Linked DNA regions of Mus musculus: regions 2 and 3 are each linked to region 1. A link is a contact called in public HiChIP or PLAC-seq and Micro-C data. All regions are on one chromosome and are shown on one strand. Each heading gives the region's core, a stretch centred on a gene start, on an enhancer-like site or on the middle of the called end of the contact. The rest is flanking DNA. Distances are from core to core; before and after follow the strand shown. Region 1 holds the start of Kremen1 (kringle containing transmembrane protein 1). Region 2 overlaps Znrf3 (zinc and ring finger 3). Region 3 holds the start of Znrf3 (zinc and ring finger 3).

Region 1 (3,834 bases), core at 13-2,512:
AAATATATAGTGTATCACCCATTTTATACTAATTAAAAATAATTTAACTGGGAGTGGGGACACACACCTTTATTCTAGCACTTGGGAGGCGTAGGCAGGAAGACCTCTGTGAGTGCGAGGACAGCCTGATCTACATAGTTCCAAGACTCAAAATAATAATAATAATAATTTAAAACTGGTGTGATGGCTCATCGGTAAAGACAATTGCCACCAAGGTTGAGGACCTGAGTTCCCAGAACCGACAGTGCAAGGAGAACCGACTCCCACAAATGGTCCTCTGGTGTTACACATGCACCCATACACATACAATAAAAAACATATATGTATGTACATATGCATTTATACATACATATATTTTTTTCTTTGTTTCTGTTTTATAGCCCTGGCTGTTCTGGAACTCGCTTTATAGATCAGACTAGTCTCCAACACCAAGACCTATCTGCCTCTGCCTCCCGAGTACTGGGATTAAAGGCGTGCGCCACCACTGCACCGCTGTAAATACATATTTTTAAAAGAATAAGTTGCGCTAGTTGACACGGATATGATAGGATTCTGCACAAGGCTCAGTATGCTGTCCCTTTGGTAGCTGCAGGACTCCACAAGGAGAAAGAACTCCACATTTACTGAGCCCCCACTGTGCGTGCGAGGTTTCCGTGCATTATCTCACTTTGTACAACCGCTTTGTGGAGCAGACGGTATCGACATACCACTGAGCAGAAGGGAGCCCCGTTTTCTTTAAACCTGTATACATTTATACAGATCTTACGAGTAACCAAGTGGGATACGAACCGGGACTGGAGGACTCCAGAACACGCTTTGGCTAGCCGCTACCACGAGCCTAGCAAGAGCAAGAGGTTTGTTCTGGTTACTACCGCAGTGGTGGAACTCGCGCGTGAGTCACGACCTAGGTAAGGGTGAAACAGGGGTCACGGCGCTCGGCCGGTGTCAGCGCCGACAAACCTCAGCGTGGGGACTCAGAGGCAGGACCCGTCCCGCCCTCACCTGTAGACTCCACACCTCGGGTGGCCTCACCGCGCCTGCTGTGGGGGCGGAGCCAGGTGGGGCGGGGGCGGGCTCCCGCGCGTGAGTGGCAGGCCGCGCATGCGCAGGCCGCCCGGCTCGGAATCCTAGCAGGCGTCAGGCAATCCGGGCGGTGCTGAGGAGGACGGGGCGGCGCTGAGGAGGGCGGGCCGGGGCGGACCGGGGCGGGCCGGGGCGGACCGGGGCGGGCCGGGCGGCGAGGGCGGGGCGACGCTGAGCTCCGTCCTGCTCCCATGGCCGCCCCCGGCTCCCGGTGCTGCCCCCTCTGCCCCGGGCCGCGCCCGGGGGTCCCGCACTGACGGCCCATGGCGCCGCCCGCCGCCCGTCTCGCGCTGCTCTCCGCCGCTGCGCTCACTCTGGCGGCCCGGCCCGCGCCCGGTCCCCGCTCCGGCCCCGGTGAGTGAGACCCCGGCCCCCCCCCGAACCCCCTCGCCCTCTCTCGCGCGTGGACCCCGGAGAACCCGATGTTCGGGCTTCTGTCCCAGCACGCGGCGTGGACGCGCCTGTCCCGCGTTACCAGGACTCTGCCCCGAGTGCCGGCTTCTAACTTTGCCGAACTCTGCTTCCGACTTACGGAAGAGAAGGGGGTGCGTGACGGCTAAAGTCGCCCGTACCGAGTGCAGACTACTCTGAGTCCACCGCGGCGTCCGCCCGAGGTGGTGCTCTCGGCCAGGATGGAAGCTGGGATGGCAGCTTAGTTCCCACACGCCCTTCCTTGCCTCGGAATCCTTTCCCAGTGGAAGGACAAGCATGAGGGTGTTGTCTGGCCCAGTTCGGTTTCTTTGCAGGTTGTTGAGAGCTGATGAGCATAGGACATTGGTGAACCTGCCACTGGGGTCTCCACCCTAAGTTGCGGATTGTGATGTTGCGAAGGCAGGGTTTTACTAGTAAAAGAAAACTCAGAGTTGCTTTGTTTTCTTGACAGCTTGGATTTAGGGGAAAGGCTGAGATTTATTTTCTGTGTGATTTTGAGGCAAAGCTGCTTGAACCTCTGTTACTTGATCTGAAAGTGGGGGGGGGTAACTCACTCCCATGAGCAGTGTTGGTGAACATTAAATGATACACTGTAGGCAACTTGCTTAGAGTGTTCCACCATGTGTAGTCATTAAACGATTTAATAATACTTATTATAGTGTTTCCCAGTTCACTAAGGACTAGACACCTGGTTTACCCAGCGAATACTGAATTTCTTTCAGGATGAATCCCGGCAAAAGGCAAAGCTGGGTTTTGGGACGGCAGAATGAGGAGTTCCCAACACACCAAACCTGAGACTCAGTAGAAGTGGTTTCTAGGTGATTGCTGCCTTCTATGGGACTTCTATAATGTGCTCTTTTCTACTGTTTGTAGTATGTGAACAGGGAGGGAGGGAGGGACGTTCCGAGAGCCAGGACGTGTCAACATAACTGTAACCTAGTAACTCCTTCCACTTTGTCATCTTTGTGTTCAGGATTTAATGTCCTCTATGGAGAGAGAGGTACGGGTGGGAGTGGACTGGCGCTCCTTCCTGGAAAGGGCACTGTGAGCCTATTCTGCCCACACTTGCAGGGAGGTAGCATCTGTTAGGCACCGACGCTTTGCTAGGTCAGATGCAACAGCTCTTGGGTAAAGTTGGTATGCTTTTATTTAGGAGTCCTGGGTAAGGACAAATTTATGGCTGTTGTGAAACAGTTTACTAGGTCCCTCAAACTCTCCTCAGCGGGGTTCCTCAGCATTCTGCAACATCAGTGCCTTTGTGATGTTTCCCCTCTGGTTCCAGAAGCAGTTTCAGAAACAAACCACATGGTTTTCAGCATCATATCCTGTCAAGAACCTAGCGACTAGTTTGTTAAATCCTTTCCAATTAAAAAAAAAAAAAAAAAAAGCTGTACACTGAGAATATGCCAAACTTACCATTTCATATTTTGTGATACTGTAATTTTCTCTAAAATTTTGTGGATGGAAAAAATTATTCCAATACTTATATTCTGCACAACTTTGTAATATTTAAATTACTGGTGGTTTGCATTTTTGAATGCTGACTTTATAAAAACAGTTAGCTCATTCCCCTTCAATGTTATTCTAATTATAGTGTGTAGTCAACCCCAAATGATCTCCAGTCTCTCTGCTCTTTTGTCATGCGTTCTCTTCTATCACAACTGATAAGAAAGGCGACAGAGGTTAGTGGTAGCCTTTTCTTGCCTCTCACCATCCTCCTCAACGTCTCATCTGGAATTTGTCCTATTAGTCAGTAATATGTGTTGTTATAAAACCTGAGTTTGGTCACCTGTAAGGCCTGCATACTCTATAGTAATTCTCTTAGCCCCATAGATGGATAATTTAAGTGTTTAAGATGAAGTGAGTCCTCCTTTCCCCCCACCTTTTTTAGACCAGGCTGGCCTCGAACTCACAGAGATCTGCCTGCCTCTGCCTCCTGATCACTGGGACTTTCCCTTTATAAATCTCAAAGCAAAAAAGTATTGCGTTTAGGCTCCGTACTGACCAAATTGGTGTGCTCAATATAGCTGTCAGTACACTTAGAGTTTAGAATAGGTGGACCAAAAGCAAAATGATTAAAACAAAGCTACAGCTTCATCATCTCCATATTGGGAGGTTTTGGTAGTAAGCAGTGTACCAGCTTTAGTTTAGAATCTAAAGTTTTAAAGGATTTATTTATTGGGGAAGTATGGCGATGAGTACTTAATGGGGTGAGTGTGGAGATCAGAGTGTTTTTGGTAATCAATTCTCCCTATCTACCTTGTCAGTCCCTGAGATTAAAAGATCTTCAAGCTTAATACAAACACCTCTAACATCAGA
Region 2 (4,083 bases), core at 7-2,506, 150 kb before region 1:
TCTGGAGGCCTGACAACATTAAAAACACCAGCTATTTATAGCTTACTTTTCAGTCTCAGTAAATTATAGGTTGCCTTTGCCAGTGGGATGGGACTAACATTCATCTGCTGTCGCTGACTGCCTAGTAGCATCAACCAGGTGACAGGAGGTGACCCCCACCTGAGTGCTTCTGAGGTCTCACCTGGTGCTATACAGAATATTAAGGCTTTGTGAAATGACATGGTGTTTCTAGTTAGAGTCCATAGTCTTTGTGATGGAGTGGTGGCAACTTAAAAAAAAAAAGAAAGAAAAAAAAAAGGAGAGCGAGTAAGATATATGTACTCTTGAGAGAGGCCCAGGCTGGTTTCACTGCCAGCTTCTACCTCATAGACTTGTTGTGGCTGTGTAAGTGACTCAGTTGGTAGAGGTCTTTCGGAACATGCACAGAGGGCCAGACATGGTGGCAAATGACTGTAATCCTAGAACTCAGGAAATGGGAAGGCAGGGATCAGAAGTTGATAAGAGAGGTTGAATTCCTCCTTGTTACATAAAGAGTTTGAGGCCAGCCTGGGCTTCATGAGACTTTGTCTCAGAAGAAAAGGTGGAGGATGACTTAATCCTCCACTAGTGAACTGGAGGATGTCCTGTGCAATGTTCATTTGGGGGAGGATCCTCAAAATTCAGTAACTGAAGACTATTTTAAATGTGGGTCAAGTAATCTGTGCAGTGATGGATATTAAGAGTATGGGAAGGCTCTGAGGAAGGCCCTCAAGGCCTAGAGTCTCCTGTCAGCCAGATCCTGGCATACCTGACACCCGGAGGGGTAGCCCTTCTACCAGACACTGTTTAGAAAGGGATTGTTGTTAGAAGGCTGTTGAAGCTGTATTGCCTTATTGATGTCATACCAGATCAGACGTCAGGGAGCAGGTTTTGTCCTGGTAGCTTTTTGATCTCTGCAGTTCTTAGAATGGCTCAGGGAAGGCTCAGGCAGCAAAAGAGGTCTGTGTGTTTAGCTGGATTTTCCACTGAAGTGCTAACTGCTGCGTTTTTTGACCTTCTAGCCGAAGAGGGTATTTATAACTAGCTGTTTGTATGCTTAGAGGAGCCTAGGCCCTGCCTTTCTGTAGTGGTTTAAGAACTGTGCCCTTGGTGTGGTCTGAAAGGGCAGGCCTGATGAGTGTGGGGACTCATGACCTGCTCCCCATGAACTTGTTCTCCTACCCTCCATCCTGCCAAGCCAGCAGCCCTTTCAGGGTTAATTTCTCTGCTTTGGGAGCAGCTGGCCAGTTTACACTCCTCCCTGGGCTGTACAAAAATACTTCCTTTGAAGTGTTATGAGATGCGGTGAAGGGTAAAACCTGGTGAAGAATAAAATCTGGAGTGGGGCTCAAATGCACTCTCTCCCAGGGCGTTTGCTGAGGAACAGATTGCTTAGCCTTCATCTGAATCTCCCAGGTGGAGTGTATCCTCTCCTGTAGTTTGCAGCTTTGAGTTTCAGTTTTATGCTCCCACCCCCATGTGTTCTTTTTTCACGGAGAAATATTTCTTCCCAAGAGGGTTACCATGCAGCCACCAGCTTACTTGGTAGCTGGAATTGAAGGCCCTTCTTCTCTCTGGGAGTGCTCCATCCCTCCCAGCAGGAGTGATGCCTTAGAGTATACTGTGAAGTTCTAGTGCAGCCAGCCCTAGCTGTCATGGATCCCACCTCTGGTTCAGGTCTAAGGCTAGTAGTGCAAATGAGCATTGACCTCAGAGTCAGAAATTCTCACTTTTACCTTGGATTTCCCTTTGGTAAAATGGAGTCAGATGCAAGGGTGTTTGTTGCAAGGATCTGTGGAAATACTGAAGTAGGGGCCTTGAAAATGCCAGGCATTTTCTCTAATGTAGGCCTGCTAAGGAGCAGAAATGGCATTTAGGATAAAGAAGCCAAAGAGAATGCCAGAGCAGAAATGACACAGAACAAGGCTTGAATGTCTTCTTAATCCCTGAGTATTTGCAGCCGAAGAGGGGTTGGGCAAGAGCAGGAGGAAGGACAGCTGCTATGTTCTGAAGAAGAATGCCAACCTGCTGCTTTCCACAAAGGGGGCCACACAGACTCCTTCTTAACCTGGTTTGCTGTCCTTTCTTCTTCTGAAGATGTCCTCATTGGAATTCTAGCATCTTCTTACATGGCTTCCTATGGCTCTCAGACAAGGAATAAGGCACACAGATTTAAAAATAATTCCATGTGGCTAGCATTTATTGCTGATTTTTGCCATGTATTGTGTTAAACAGCAGCATGAATGACCTCATTTATTCTACCCCATAACAGCTCAGGGCTGCTAACTATTCTTGTCCCCATTGTATGAATGAGGATGGAAACTGAGGCCAGAAGAAACAATTTGCCCAAAGTTTTAGTTTGTTTTTATTTTTTGGGGGGGGGGGGTTTCAAGACAGGGTTTCTCTGTGTAGCCCTGGCTGTCCTGGAGCTCACTTTGTAGACCAGGCTGGCCTCGAACTCAGAAATCCTCCTGACTCTGTCTCCCGAGTGCTGGGACTTAAAGGCGTGCATCACCATGCCCAGCTTTCCCAAAGTTTTAATTTCTACTGTGCAGGGGTTGGCTTTACAACTTCACTTCTTTGGGTTTTTGTTTTGTTTTGTTTGTTTTGAGACAGAGTTTCAGTATTTAGCTGTGGCTGGCCTTCCAGCCTCCTGAGTGCTAGGATTTCAAGAGTGTGCCACACTTTTAGCCCTTTATTCATAATAAAATAGAAGCTGTAATAAGTGATGGTGGTAAGATTTCATTCTGTGCTCCAGACTTGTTCAGGAGTTGTTTTTAGGGGAAGAAGTGGAACATTGACCTCTGTTCATTCAGGCCATTTTGTCAGGTTCATCAGTTGGCTTATTGATCCATTTGTATTTGAATAAACACAAATGGGAACTAAGTTTTCTATAGGAATGCCTTTTCTCTCCCTCTGACTCTAGTTGACTGGCTTCTTAGTTGAAGGTCTGAGTGTTGGGGGTAAAGAGGTAGCCTGTGCCTTCGCTATAAGCTTTGGCCTTACCTTAGTCTGGAACCAGAGTTTGCACGTTTTTCAAGGGGGTTTAGAGCCTTCATTGCTCCTGAGGGGTATGGGGGTTGGGGTGGGAGTGTGGGGGCTGGGAAAGCTAGAGGGATTTGCCCTCCCTCACACATGGGGCCTGACCCTGGGCCAGGCTGGCAGGTTCTCAGTGTACTGGCCACATGCCTCCTTCCCACCTGAATTTCAAACAGGAAAAAAGATGAAAGGGCTAGAAATGACAAGTCTGGAGCAGGAAGGCTCTCATTTGCAAACTGTTTCTTTTCATCTTCACCCCTTTGTTTCTTTAAACGCACACACAGAGGGACTCCCCCTCCTGAAACTGGTAGCCCAAGCATATGACTCCCTCTAGTTCACTGAGGGCAGCCACTTCTCCTTTAAGCAGGGAGACCTGCTCCCAGTGATCTATTTTCCTTAGGGCCCTGATCCCCTCTTCTGTCTGCTGTTCTGCTGCCAGAGGTCACATTCTCTTTACAGATTTCTCAGAGCCTTTTACTGATGGGGTCTATACCTTCATATCCTAAATTTTCTTGGCTGTTTGCTTTGTCAGTCATTTTTGCATGTGTTTAGTGTCATGCAGACCTCTCTCACCCCAGTCAGTGGTTCTTCCAAATATTCTTTGAGCACTTTCTGCCCTTCTTTCTAGGCTATAGCTGCCACTACCAGGAAGCTGTCTTGGAGCTCATTGCAGTAAAGTTGTCTCTGCCATCTCTGAACTTGTAACAACCTTGCCTGGCTACTCATTTGACATTTAATAATATATTATCTTATGTTGTTTAATTTATAGGTATGGTCTTTTAATCACCTTTAGCTGTTGTGAGGACATACTTTGTTTTCTTGACCCTTTCTTTTAGTTTGTATTATGTGCCCTGCCTTTTGGCCCATGTGTCTGAGATCTGGCCTTGAACATACCTAGTAGTGCTGTCTCATGTCCTTTTCCAGTTAGCAGCTCTCTTTGATCTGTATGTGGCACCTGAGGGAAGAACCGCACTTGCATTCCTTTCTTTTTGGCACTTCTTTCTCTGTTATCCTCCTGTGTCAGGT
Region 3 (3,793 bases), core at 466-2,965, 180 kb before region 1:
TTTGAACTTCGGACCTTTGGAAGAGCAGTCGGGTGCTCTTACCCACTGAGCCATCTCACCAGCCCCGATTGAAACTCTACCATGTTAAAAATTCGATTTTATTGTATGGATAGACCATATTTGCATATTCATTCACCAGTTCATGACTTCATACTTCTAAGGATTGCAACGCTAGCTATGCATGGCTATAATAATTGCTTTCCCCTTAAAGACTGGACTGTGCCAGGTGTGGTGGCACACGCCTTTAATCCCAGCACTCGGGAGGCAGAGGCAGGCAGATTTCTGAGTTAGAGGCCAGCCTGGTCTACAAAGTGAGATCTAGGACAGCCAGGGCTACACAGAGAAACCCTGTCTCGAAAAGACAAACAAACAAAAAAAAAACAAAACAAAACAAAAAAAAAGACTGGACTGTGCCTTAGTGGGTAAAGTCACAATCCTTGGAAATGACAGTGCTCCCGAGCAGTCAGTACTGATTAAGCTTGGCTTGGGGGAAACTAATGACTCTAGCTTTGTCAGTTACCTTCTGTGCCAAAGCTTTGGGTGGTCCAAACACAGTAACACAGTTCTGTGAATTTCTTTTCAATTGTATTTTCTATTCAACACATTGGCAAAACATTCCTTTTCAGTTTAAACTGTAACCTCGATGCGCTGATTACTCAAGGAAACACTCAATGACTTTTCTTTTTGTCTTAATATTTTGGGTGTGGTAGCAAGTAGAAGCAGATCACCCTAACCAAATATTTGCAAATATTTAAACAAAGCCATTCAGGTCAGGGAGGGAAGACGACTGAGGAAGTAGAAATTGAATGTGGCTTTTAAAGGAGGATTGTGAGTCTCATAGATTTGCTGAGAAAGGAAAAATCCTGTTCCAAAAAGGGGAAGAGAATTAAAAGTTTATCTTCTGGGTGACTGGGGACGTCTGGGTTCGGAGCACGTGTCTTTGGTATGTTTGGCAACCAGAAGTCTGTGCATTAAGCGTGTTGACTCTTCCGCCCTTCTGCACATGGTGAGATTTGAAGGGAGTGTTGGAGACGGTCTCCAGGGCTGCGGAAAGATGAACTCCATTAGAATCTAGATAACTTCTTCAAGTTCTCCGCCACCTGTCCTCACTCCTTTAGTTGAGGGTAACTGTCTATGTGACACCCACGTAAGAACTGGACGTGTCCCGGCGGGTTGCAAACTGCCACTGACCGCCCGGGGCCTTTCGCGGTCCCTGGAGGTGGTAGGGCGCGAGCACCGAGTGCGGGTGGCCAGCAGTGCCGGAGCTGCGGATGAAGCATCCTTGGACGGAAGGACGAGGCCTTTGACGCCCCAATGACTCTAATTGCGGCACCAAAGCAGGGTGCGCCGAGGGGGCGAAACCGCCCGGGAACAGGTTGAGGATCTTACTCTCCCCGTACTCCAGCAACTGCCAAGAGAAATGTCTGCCGCGGAGGGCGGAGTACAGACCAGGGGGCGTGGCTAAGAGGAAGGGGCGTGACCGAAAAAGACTACCTGGGCGGAGCAAGGGTGGAGGGGCGTGGCTAAGAACGGAGTCGGGGCGGGACTCAGTCGATTGGGCGGGGCGGGCGAGGCCTCTGGGCCCCGCCTCTCGCCGCAGGCGCGCCCGCCCCGCCTACCCGCTCCCCTCGGAGGTGGCCGCGGCCGAGCGCGGGGAGGGAGGGGAGAGCGGGTCACGACGCTGCGGGGGCGGGGATAACCCCTCACGTGGAGCAGATGAAAGGGCCGCGGCGCGACGGCCGGGGGAGCGGAGCAGAGCCTGCGACCCACAAAGCCGCCGCCGCCGCGATGGTGCTGTGAGGCGACCGCCCGCGCTCGGTCCTCCGCCGGCCCGCGACTATGCCCGGCCGCGCCCGCCCTCCGCGCCCTCCCGCCGCAGGACCATGAGGCCACGCTCGGGCGGGCGCCCAGGGGCCCCGGGCCGCCGCCGCCGCCGCCTCCGCCGCGGCCCCCGCGGTCGTCGCCTGCCGCCGCCGCCGCCGCTGCCGCTGCTTCTCGGGCTGCTGCTGGCGGCCGCGGGGCCCGGCGCGGCGCGGGCCAAGGAGACGGCGTTCGTGGAGGTGGTGCTGTTCGAGTCGAGCCCGAGCGGCGACTATACCACCCACACCACCGGCCTCACGGGCCGCTTCTCGCGGGCCGGGGCCATGCTCAGCGCCGAGGGCGAGATCGTGCAGGTAGCCACCCGGGCCCCGCGCTCCGCCGCCACAAGATGGCTCCGGGGGCTGCGCCCGCCGACCCCGCCGCGGGCTAGCGGGCGGGCGGGCGGGGGGGAGGCGCGGAGCCCGGCGGCATCCCTCCCAGGCGGGCGGGACGGGGCCTCCGGGGCACGGCGGCTGAGGCGAGCGCACGTGGGGGCTCGGCCTCCGGTGGGTGCACCGCGCCGGGGTGGGGGTGGGGACGCTGAGCTGGGCATGGGCGCCTGGGCGGCACTCTTGAGTTGGCGGGACGTTTTTCTCCCTCAGGTGAAAGTCCCGGGAACTACCTGTTGAATGCCAACTTTGCAAAGGCGAGACAAGTTGAAGGATGGAGCGACTTCTTAGAGGTCGCAGGCTTTGCTTTTCCATCCACGTTTGCTCCGTTTTCGGAGCGACCCAGTTGCCGGGGTGCACATCTTCAGGTTATTTTTGCTGAAATCTACTGGCAGCCTTACCTAGACACCAACCCTCTGGCAGGGCTCTGGACGGGCAGCAGCAGGAAGGGAGCAGGCGGAGCTGGCTGAGGAGTGGGAATTGGCAGAGCACTGTCGTGGCCGTGCCTCAGATTACAGGGGATGAGAAAGACCGCAGGCTCGCCCCTGGGTCAAGGACTAATACCGAAGAGGCCTGCAAACCCGAGCCAGGGTCTCTCACTGACAGGGCCTCCACCTTGCTCCAAATGAAAGAGGGCTGCGTCCCAAAGGAGGCTGGCTAGGGAGAGCTTTGAGCTGTCCCCAGTCTTTGAGGAGGGACTCTCAGTCGAAGCCTCAGCGGATGGATAGCTGCATAGATTTCCCGCTCCCTCGACGATGGTTTTTATCCACTACCATGTTCCAGGGCAGCGCACTTATGGTTGTTAGGCGCACCTCTGGTAGGAGTGATCTGATACGGTTGGCTCGTCTTTGAATCTTTTGGAACTTTAGAGGCCTATAGTTTGGATCTCCGGTGCTTTGCTCTTGGGTGAATTATGAAGAGAAAAGGGACTGTGTGGGATGACTTCAGAGCAGCTCCGAGTGTAGACAGGAGGGTGAAGCTGCACGCAGAGCTTTGAGTTGATGGGACACGGGCCAATACGGTGTAGCTCCTTAAAGGTGTGTGTCTTTCCAAAGCTGGAGGAGGACCCTATGGCTGTGATTAGAAAGCATTGTTTTGTGGTGCTCTTATTCTTATCTATAGAAAGCGAAATACATGTTTGACCAATTTCTGTGACTACAGATGTTGCTAACGGTGCTGTTCTCCCCCCCCCCATGTTATTGTTACTGTCATTAATATACAAGCTTTAGAGAGGATGCTTGGCTGAAGATACCTAAACAACTCTATTGCAGGCTTTAAGAAGAGTTTGAATTTTAAGTCTTGCTTCTTGTGAGTCCTTGTCGTTCTTTGAGGCTTTCCCTGTGCCCTGATGGCTTTAGAAATGTTTGATTTACAGCCTTGAGGGTGGGGGTTGCAGCTGAGGGGAGTATGTTTTAACGTGGCACTTCACTTTTTGAAGGAGACTTTTGAAGTTTGAGATTTTTATCTGCAGTGTTTAAACTTGAGCCATTCTCTGTGGTAGTTTGTCTGGGGAGCTATTCATTATGCATAATGCTGTGCTTTGC

The links. A called contact is a pair of places that touch in the nucleus more often than the background predicts. HiChIP or PLAC-seq counts read pairs in DNA pulled down with a chosen protein or histone mark.
Region 2: a contact with region 1 is called in an H3K27ac HiChIP or PLAC-seq map of regulatory T cell precursor, with 2.2 times the contacts expected there. The contact joins the enhancer-like site here to the promoter of Kremen1 in region 1. A contact is called at or near these places in 1 of 39 promoter capture datasets (cranial neural crest), 4 of 115 datasets of contacts at active chromatin or transcription factors (CD8 T cells, embryonic stem cells, heart atrium and 1 more) and 3 of 9 other capture datasets (adipose tissue, liver and pancreatic islet).
Region 3: a Micro-C map of embryonic stem cells shows a contact between it and region 1, with 4 times the contacts expected there. The contact joins the promoter of Znrf3 here to the promoter of Kremen1 in region 1. A contact is called at or near these places in 23 of 39 promoter capture datasets (the 3T3-L1 cell line, 3T3-L1-derived adipocytes, the C10 cell line and 13 more), 19 of 484 Hi-C or Micro-C datasets (CD4 T cells, bone marrow-derived macrophages, cerebral cortex and 11 more), 26 of 115 datasets of contacts at active chromatin or transcription factors (the 230-238 cell line, the SCID.adh cell line, T-cell acute lymphoblastic leukemia and 18 more) and 5 of 9 other capture datasets (adipose tissue, embryonic stem cells, liver and 2 more).

What each region holds. Positions count from the first base shown.
Region 1 is chr11:5,259,038-5,262,871 of GRCm38.p6, reverse strand. Kremen1 (kringle containing transmembrane protein 1) reads left to right here and starts at 1,262. Exons shown (of 9, transcript NM_032396.3): 1 at 1,262-1,437. The coding sequence starts at 1,347. Gm46268 (a long non-coding RNA gene) reads right to left here and starts at 1,855. Exons shown (of 4, transcript XR_003949640.1): 1 at 1,656-1,855; 2 at 790-1,156.
Region 2 is chr11:5,412,979-5,417,061 of GRCm38.p6, reverse strand. The region is part of intron 1 of Znrf3 (zinc and ring finger 3); the gene reads left to right. Among named protein-coding and RNA genes, the nearest start is that of Znrf3, 30 kb to the left of the region's middle. Within about 2 kb of position 1,256, at least 120 of the 459 cell types and tissues checked have an H3K27ac peak or open chromatin away from gene starts, as enhancers often do. A contact at or near this core is called in CD8 T cells, heart atrium, pancreatic islet and 1 more, where this site is marked.
Region 3 is chr11:5,442,769-5,446,561 of GRCm38.p6, reverse strand. It overlaps Znrf3 (zinc and ring finger 3), which reads left to right and starts at 1,715. Exons shown (of 9, transcript NM_001080924.2): 1 at 1,715-2,174. The coding sequence starts at 1,884.